Regions from separate parts of the Hordeum vulgare genome. Here region 2 is linked to region 1. The links are chromatin contacts, called in public Hi-C maps. All regions are on one chromosome and are shown on one strand. Each heading gives the region's core, a stretch centred on a gene start, on an enhancer-like site or on the middle of the called end of the contact. The rest is flanking DNA. Distances are from core to core; before and after follow the strand shown. Region 1 holds the start of LOC123398047 (aspartic proteinase Asp1-like). Region 2 holds the start of LOC123398711 (transcription factor RHD6-like).

Region 1 (4,648 bases), core at 1,500-3,999:
GGGAAAGAAATGTTGATTTAGTAGGCTGTTTTCAAATTCCTGCCCTGGTTATTTAGTAGGTTATCATATGAAAATGGCAATGGGTGTCGTAGAAGATTTGCACGACAGGCATGAAGTTTGAACATTAGTTATAACAGAAAATTCTTGACTGTCTTTTTTTTTCCGGCCCGCATAAAAACCCAATGTGGAAGTGCATGGGGATCACTTTTTCTCTACTTCTTACGTTGATCACTTTTAGTCCCAACTCAGAACTGTGAAGTACGTATATAATTGGTAGTGATTTCCAAGAAAAATATAGCATGTTAATGTCATTATACTATACAGTTTTGCAATTCATTTAGATCCTTTCCACAATAGTTTGTGAGCGACTAGTCAATTACACGTTAGTGTTTAAAAAGTGAGATACACACCTATTTTTTAACATTATTACAAGCAGGCAATGAGTATTTGTTCTTTCTGCAATATATAGTGTGACAAAAAAAAATCATCGAAAATAGGGCTCACCTGAATGCACTCCTAGCCATTGGTACCCATGTTGCACGTGAATAAGGCACGAGATTATCCCCAAAGAAGAGGAATCCCCCTCCTCTCATGCTGAGGCAGTGGCCAACCACGTTCTTGGTGATCCCATGCTGTTTGAGCTGTGAAAGCAGGCTGATGGATCCACTCCCAAGCCCAAGCACACCATCAGTGGGCGCCACCTCGGTGCTGCTCCCGACCTCCTGGTCATACCCACACCTGAAGGCAAGAAAATAAGCAGCAGTTCAAGTGACTCACCATGCAATGTTGTTTTACTACTTTACAAGTTCCAAGTGAGGTTAGCATACCCGAATGCAAGGCTGGGGCGGACAACGGAGGCATTCGCAAGGCGGACCGCAAAAGTGTCGTTGACGAGCACCCCAAGTGATGAACCCTGGTCGGCATACTTAACTTCATAGTCGCACTGCTGCTTGGGTGAGTCGCACTTGTGGTTTCTACTCAGCTCACCGTGCAGAGAGGCGCACAGCTGATCAACACAGGGTACCAACTTGTTCTTTGTTGGTCTGTAGAGCGGGTGTGGCACCTACACCCACCATTATTAACATGCAGAACATGGTAAGAATCCTTGACGAGGAAGGTGATACCAAATTTGGCTTTCACACATATGAAATCTCGAACAATAAAGGAATCAGACTTGAAGACGGTAATAAAATTGGCCAAATGCAAAGCTCTGAACCCATGCCAATAATAGACTTGACCACGGTAAACTAACATACTATACTGGTCCTGGGCCAGCAAAGTAAATGGGGCAATTAAACTTAAGCATGCATGAAATTGATGGATCATATTTGCACTGAATTCATTATATCCATGGATATGGATATGCATGTATAAAGAGAAAATCAAGCTGTAACTTTTGTACCGAAATATATGATGCCTTGAACAGCTGGAACAGGCAACAGTGACAAGACAAGGGCGTCTAGTCAAGAGGGTCCAATGGCAGGAAATTGGATTGGACAAACAAGGAAGGAGAGGGATTGTATTTCCGTTATGAAAGTAATGGAAAGGGAAGGAGCCCGGTTCGAAAAAAAGGAAGGAGAGGGAATGGTAGCCCTACCTTGGAGCAGCTGACGCAGGGGGCGTCGCACTGCAGCCAGGTGAGGTCGCTGCCGGTGTCGACGTCAAGGAAGTATGGTTTCGCCGGGTTGCCGATGCTCATGGCCACGTAGTAGAGCCTGCACAAGGAAGCGCCATCCAAGAAAATCGCCACGGCAACTTTGTGTCAGACTCGTTAATCGATAAAATAAAATTAGGTACACTGCTACATTCACCAACAAGGCAAAACAAAACAAAAAAGGATAAAAATGCTGGAATTGGCATAGTACAAAAATGGGCACAGAGATCTATGGGCGAGTAGGGCCAAAATCCACAATCAGTTGATTGATGGGTCGGGTCGGCATACCCGTGGGGGTAGACGTTGCCGTAGAGCTGGAAGACGGCGGAGGAGGCCTCCGGGTCGTCGTCCGCGTGGGCGGTCCTCGCCGGCCTGTCCGCGCGCGCCGGCAGCAGGACCGCCAGCAGCAGGAGCAGGAGGAGGCCGGCCGGCAGCGGGGCCCACCTGGAAGCCATGGTAGGAGCCGAGGCCTGAGAAGAGGATGGACTCGGACGGATTGAACGGTTTGGTTTGCCCCCGGCCCCCCACCCTCACAGCACAGCTCAGGGGAAGGGGAGGGAGGGAAGGATGGATGGGGATGGATGGCAAGAGCGAATGGGGTTTTATAGGGGATAGATAGGGAGAGAAGAAGAAGAAGAAGAAGAAGAAGCAGCGTGCGTGTGTATTGTATTGCGAATTTGCGATGGAAGCTTCTGTGGAAAAGTTTCCCTTTGGCTGCGGCAAGCAAGGAACAGAAAAGGCTTGCGCTCCGGTTTATTCTTGTTGCCTTTCTTTCCGGCGGCCTTTTCACTTCACCCCAAGTCAAGTCAAGTCAAGTCAAGTCAAGTAGGAGTATGCTGCCGAGCCTTCTTTCCCTTTTCTTTTGGTTGATTCGGTGGAGAAAGGTATTGCCTGGTTTATCAGCTTTGCATCATTTCTCTACTACCTAGGAGTATGTGGCAATGATGGATTGAGAGATGCTGCCGGAATTATAAGGAAAGAGGTGAACCTCCAGAGAGAGGGGATAGTTTTACCTATTATATAGGAAAAGGTATCTTTGGTCTTCCAACATCCTGCAACTCTTCGATTTTCCTTTAACCATAACTATAGTGTAACACGCAAAAAAAAAAAACATAACTATAGTGTGATTGGTCTTTCCTCTCAAGTCAAAACAGTACGAATCAGCAACCAAAAAAAAAAGGGTAAAGATGATTCACGGTTACACATGGGTAATTAGAGTTTAAACTTCAATGATCGCCTAGGTCCATCCAAGCCGTTGACTGCCTTCACACGATCTGGACCGTTGAATAACTGAATTTGAAGGTGTCCTTGCTAGGGTGTGCTTCTTCAGTTCAGACAACGGGGCAGGCTGGCCATGGGCTCGGTGACAGCTTCATGCTACTTTTCGAGCAAAGAGGCGGCACTTGAACTACTCCCTCCATTCCTAAGTATAAATCTTTTTAGATGTTTCATTAGAGGTCTACATACGGATGTATATAGAAATACTTTAGAGTGTAGATTCACTTTAGAGTGTAGATTCACTTATTTTATTCCGTATGTAGCTCCTTAGTGAAATTTATAAAAAGACTTATATATTTAGGAACGGAGGGAGTAGTACGTACTCCCTCCCTTCGCTTTTAAATACAACGTCCCGTTTGGACCGTTGAATAACTGAATTTGAAGGTGTCCTTGCTAGGGATGTGCTTCTTCAGTTCAGACAACAGGGCAGGCTGGCCATGGGCTCGGTGACAGTTTCATGCTTTTAAGGGCCTGTTTGGGACTGCTTCAATTCATCAAAATCAACTTCACTTCATCAAATTCACTTTAAAGCAGTTTCATACAGAAGCTATAGCACTATTAAGAGAATGTTTGGCTCCCATCTAGCTCCAGCTTCAAAAATAGAAAATCTGATGAAAAGAATCTATTTGATTGGTTGAGGGGAAAGAAATGAACGGGTATCCACTTACTTGTGGCAGTGGTGGGTAATTTCCCCCCAACTCCAGCTTCTAGAGTTTTTTGGAGCACCCTGTGAGGAGCTTCACAAAAACTTTTAAGTTCTACCCTAGATTCTAGTTTTTTTATGGAGCGGCATATCATGAAGCTACCCCGTTTGACTTGTCTTTTCTAAAGCAGAGCTGAATTTTAAGGAGTAGAGCAGTCCCAAACAGGCCCTAAATATAACGCCCCGTTTGGAATGGGTGTATATTTATACACTTGTATATAATTTACAGGTGTAAATTACCTGCCACGCATAATTTTCAGCTGCTAAAAAAACGGCATCTATATTTTATAGGGGTTTAGCTCTAAGAAACGACAATCCAATCAGTGTCTAAGACTTTTTTTTATTTTAATATAAACTACATGCAAAAGTATGTAAACGTACTTTAGTGTAGGTTTACTCATTTTACTTTTTATATACTCCCTTCGTTCCTAAATATAAGTCTTTTTAAAGATTTTACTAGGGGTCAATATACGGAACAAAATAAATGAATCTACACTCTAAAATATGTCTATATACATCCGTATGTAGTCTTTTAGTGAAACCTCTAAAAAGACTTATATTTAGAAACGGAGGGAGTAGTTTGTATTAGAATCTCTAAAAAGGATTATATGAAGTACGGAGGCACGATCATAGCAATCGGTGTTATTGTGTAATGAGCACAATCATAGTCATAATTCACAACGGGAATTGAAAGACAGCTGCTGAGAAAAGTGAGAGAAATTATCTCCGCAGACCCAGAAGCTCAAAAAATAGCTTAGACCCAGAAGCTGGTCGTTCCTGAGACATCTATCTATCGTTTTCCAGTCGTAGCTTTTTTGGCTGACATAATAAATGTTTACTTCTTCCGTCTGAAATTACTTGTCGTGAAAATGAATAGAAATAAATGTATCTAAAACTAAAATACATCTAGATACATCCATCTTTTCGACAAGTAGGACGGAGGAAGTATTTCACAAGACTCTAAACTACTCCCTCCATCTCACATTAATTGATGCTTAGGCAGATGTATCTAG
Region 2 (4,648 bases), core at 1,519-4,018, 300 kb before region 1:
ATCTTGAGGCATATGACCGTAAAGCACTGTATGAACTTGTGCAGGGTCTCCCCCTCCTCCTGCTTGATGCACCATAGGTCGTTCACGGTGGGGGCACAGACGCCTTCGGAAGATTGAGGAGCCAAGAGAGCGCGCCCCCCTTCAGCGCCATGGGGAGCCAACACGCCATGACCTTGTCGCCTCCTCCTACCGCCCTGATGCTCAGCGTGTAAAGTTGCAGGAACTCTGCCGGGTCCAGGGTGCCGTCATAGCGCGGGGGTAGGTCGGGCTTGAACTTGCAGGGCCACGTAGTTGGGTAGAGTTCAGGGGCGATGGTGAGGCATCCCCCTGGCCCGACGAGTGCCGCGTGCGCGGGAGCAGCCGTGTCTTGTTTCTCCACCAGGTCTGCTTCAAGCGGCGCGTGCTCATGACGCGGGAGTTGCAACGTCGGGGGCGTGCGATGGCAGTGCGAGGCCGAGGGACCACTTGACAGCTGGCTTCATCTCCTGGCCCCGCCCTGGGCTCGCGAGGTTGGTCGCGGCGACTCGCTTCCTGTCTGGGCTCGGGACGCACATCTCACCGCGGTGGTGGGGGCGGCACATCTTGTTCCTTGACTTTTTCTTGGGACGGTTGGGGCTGAAACGAACACGACAGTGCTGTGGAATCACCACCAACGACAACGAGCTCCTCGATGCGCTGGAGCCAGTCGTGGTGGCGGTTAGGGGCGGGCCGGTAGCGGAGCAGCTCAGTGGCCATGGCAAGCGCGTGCCAGCCGTGTGGCATCTCCGGCCGGGCGTGCGAGGTCGCCCCGGAGGCCAAGCGACGGAGTGGCGGTGCGGCCGTCGCGGTGCTCGATATTTGGATGGGACGAGCCCTATTGTTCTTGAGCGTCGGGGCCCGTGGCGGCGTTCACCACGGGGTATGCTGATCGACGCGCGCCGGCGGGGCCTGCGTGCGCCGTCTGAGAGACGTGGGCGGCGCGATGTTCGGCACGAGCCCGGCGAGCGTCAGCCATCGAAGCGATGAAGCTTGGTGAAGGTGGAACCTGGAGAAGACCTTGACACGCCCCTACCTGGCGCGCCAAATGTGAGGTTTCGGGCTCCGCAAAACCCTCAATATTCAAACTCAGGGGTGTGTACGAAGATCTCTCACTGGTTCGCCTCACCTAGCTCGCTACTCGCTTCAGATGGCAGGAAACTCACTTGATGGTGAAGGAAACACAAGACACAACAGTTTACCCAGCTTCGGGCCGCTGTGAGGCGTAAAACCCTACTCCTGGTTTGGTGGATTGCCTCTCGCGGATGTTGGTGGATGAACTAATACAGTGCTTGGGAGCCTCCGGAGTTTGGGTGACCTTGTGCGGTGCTAGTGGGTGAATGAATGGTTCGGCCTCCTCTACGGAGCAACCTATCCCCTATATATAATGGCGGCCCCGGTCCTCTTCCCTTATCGTTTCGATGGGAAGGGATCCCACATTGGCCAATTATGAAGGGGGACACGGGAACATGCTCCCCTGCCCAAAGGTGGTCTTCTCATGCAAAGTGGCTGCCCGCGCTGCAGGGACGGGTCCGGGGATGGCGTCTGTCCTGCTGGTGGGCAGCGACGGCCTTGTTGCACCACAAGGGAAACCTTTGAAAGATGCCTTTGTAACCCTGGTATGTCCTTGCCCCCCTTTGCACTAAAGGGGAAACTGCTCTGCTCCGCTGTCTGCTGCTCGCATGTCCTTCCCTTGCGTCATCCTTGACTCATGAGGTCGGGCCTCGCCTCCGAATATTCGCTGCTTCGGAGGGGTCCTCAAGAGGCCCCTGCGGGTCTTGATGCCATTCCTCCTCGTGAGGCTTGGCCCCTCACGACGGCCTTGCCTTGAGTGGTGCCAAGCCCGTTGGTTTGCTTGATGAAGTGGGTCGGTCCTGTGCCACTTGCAGGGAGGTCTGGGTATCCCCATTCCCAGAACGCCGACAAAACTCACCAGCCGGCTCGGTGCCCTCCGACTCCGCCACCCTTTACACATCTTCGGAGGAAGAAGATTGAAGCTCCACCTCGTCCCCATCCTCGATTTGGACGGGGTCCGACACCTCCAGGTCGGCAGTCGGCTGCCAATAGACTTTCATAGGGCTCGAATAACTGAGGGTGTAGCCGGCATCCGGCATCAGATGTCGGATAGAAATCAAAGAAATACAAGAAACATACTCAATGAAGGAACATACCATTGGAGTCAGATTGCTTCGGTCGTAAGGGGCCATGCCCCCACTACAAGAAATATGCTCATACATGATGTTTTTTAAGACGTCGTTGATGAATTCGTCATAAATCTATGACGATTTCATCCGAGATTGTCGTAACCCGTTTGAGGGGATCAAATCTACATATAAATTACGACGATGTTAGTCAAAAACGTCGTAACTGCATAAGATGAGACCGTCATAACTTCTACGACGATTATAAAAATGTCTTAACATGTTCTAACTATGTTGACATGTCACTCGTGGATCCATTCTATCCCACCTCAACCTAGTTTGTGAACCCGGTTCCATGTGATTCGATAGAAAACCATTTGAATGACTGAAAATAGCTAGAAATATCACAAGTGCATACACGTTGGTGATCATCCATAAGACATGGCCTAACGTTAGTAAAATTTTTAATGTTGTTATTTTGTAAATTATTTTTGGTAGCTGCTTCACAAAATTTCTTGTGTTTATAGCACTAAAAACCATTTTCAATGACACATATTTTGAACCAATCACGAGGTAGAAAGCACCCTCCCACCGATCACCACATTGTAGCCGATCTAGGCCTTCCACACCCTACGGATCCAATGTCTCTCGTTTGACCTAATCTAAAGAAAACCACTAGCCCCCTTCTCCCACCGCGAGCCCTCTCTCTGTCCCCCTCCCACGACTCCTCTGCCGCCGTCACCTATGTCGCTCGATTCCGGCGAGTTGATGCGGCTCTCGCCGTTGCGCAGCACACCTCCGTGGTCCCCTCGCGCCACTCTCTCCTCCCCTCCCGTCAGATCCATCTCTCGCGCCAGCAACCCTCACCCGTGGTGGACCTCGTTGTCAGATCGCTGGATCCGATGGACGTCAGCTCCAACACGACCACGACCACGAGCAGCGGCGGAGGGAAGGACGGGGACAAGGGCAAGGGCGCCTCGGTCTCCTTCACGGAGGGCGAGAAGGTGCTCGCCTACCACGGGCCCCTCCTCTACGAGGCCAAGGTTCCACTCCCCTTCCCCGCTTTCCCCCTGCCCCCTCCATCCCGATTCGCTCTAGGGTTCTCCGCCGGGTCGGTCCCCGGAGGCCCCCGCTTCTCCGTTCCGTCCTTCTCGGTCGCCGCTAGGGTTTGGTTCGGCGCCGCCCTTTTGATCAGTTTGTTGTTCCCAGATTCCTCCGGGACGCGACGCACATGAACATAGCGGCTAAGCTTAGGTGATTATTCCTTTGAAACTGTTGGCTGTGATGGTTATCCGATTTCTCCTGTCCACTAGGAAGACCATAGTTTCCATGCACCTTTTGCAACAGCATCAGCTTCCGTTCAATCGTGGAAAGCTTGATCCCTTTTTCACAGGGGGGACAAGGCGTATCTCCATCAACCCCTCAAATTCCCTATGTCGTTTGACAAATTCCACCTCGGCAAGCTGTGCCGCAACAACGGCCTGCCTGCTCGTGTGGCCGTGCCGACACTTCGTCGGTCACCCCCCCGAGTGGAACCTGGGCCCGTGTACATTGGAAGGCACATGCACACTGTCTGATTGCTCCTTGAAAAGTTGAAGCTGCTCGATTCCAATTTTCAAGTTGGAGACTGGGTTTTGTCATGGACCTGGATACAGTAGCATCAACTAGGCTGGACCAGATAGAGCTCAAGAACAGGATTACAGTTTTACTGTAGAGTAGTGGTGGTGGTTAGATAGAAGCAGAGGGGAGACAGGTTCAGAGTCTATAAATCCAACACCCACGCGACGACGCTGGCACCACAACACATTGAGGAAACCAGCGCTGCTTGCTCGAACGCCATCGCCTGCTAACATGTCCGCTCGGGCGTGCTTATCCTCGCTCGACGTCGAGAAAACCTCCTCTGCTTGTGTGTCTGTTTTCCTTCTGGTGATGGCGTAGCCTGATCAGCATTCTGATCCATGACAGGTTTGATTGGGGCAGGAGGATGTGTATGTAGTATGCTCTGTTTCTGTGCTATTATGAGCTGTAATTAACGATCGTCAAAGCGTTAAATGTTGATATTGTCTTTACTTTTTTTCTTGACTGGTAGATGGACCGGCAGAGGATATTTATTTTCACACAATCTTAATCTTTACTTGGAGTATATTTTCAACTTGGTATGAAAACATGATTGTTGTCTTGGCAGATGGAACGTCGGAGTCGTCTGCATCGTGAAAGCTCGGGCCGGCCACGGACCGGCGAGCGACCCCCAGAACTTGTATGCAAAGGTGATGTGAATGCATGTGCAGCCCTGCAGGTCAATTCAATGTGACCGTTTCAGTGGACTGGTTCAGACTTTTGTTTTGTGCAATGCAGAGAAGAAGGGAGAAGATCAACGACAAGCTTTGGGTTTTGCAGAAGCTGGTGCCCAACGGAACCAAAGTGAGTCCATCCTATTTTTCCTACTCTATGTATGAAGCAAACTCCTTTTCAAAAAAGAAAAATCTAGGAAG

What was found. Hi-C and Micro-C count contacts between places; a contact is called where the count stands out from the background.
Region 2: a contact with region 1 is called in a Hi-C map of leaf, with 3 times the contacts expected there. The contact joins the promoter of LOC123398711 here to the promoter of LOC123398047 in region 1. A contact is called at or near these places in 3 of 6 Hi-C or Micro-C datasets (leaf and seedling) and 1 of 1 datasets of contacts at active chromatin or transcription factors (embryo).

The regions. Positions count from the first base shown.
Region 1 is chr5H:241,798,566-241,803,213 of MorexV3_pseudomolecules_assembly, reverse strand. LOC123398047 (aspartic proteinase Asp1-like) reads right to left here and starts at 2,749. Exons shown (of 9, transcript XM_045092560.1): 1 at 1,943-2,749; 2 at 1,598-1,715; 3 at 828-1,063; 4 at 505-738. The coding sequence starts at 2,109.
Region 2 is chr5H:242,102,147-242,106,794 of MorexV3_pseudomolecules_assembly, reverse strand. LOC123398711 (transcription factor RHD6-like) reads left to right here and starts at 2,768. Exons shown (of 7, transcript XR_006610240.1): 1 at 2,768-2,956; 2 at 3,046-3,199; 3 at 4,342-4,423; 4 at 4,512-4,577.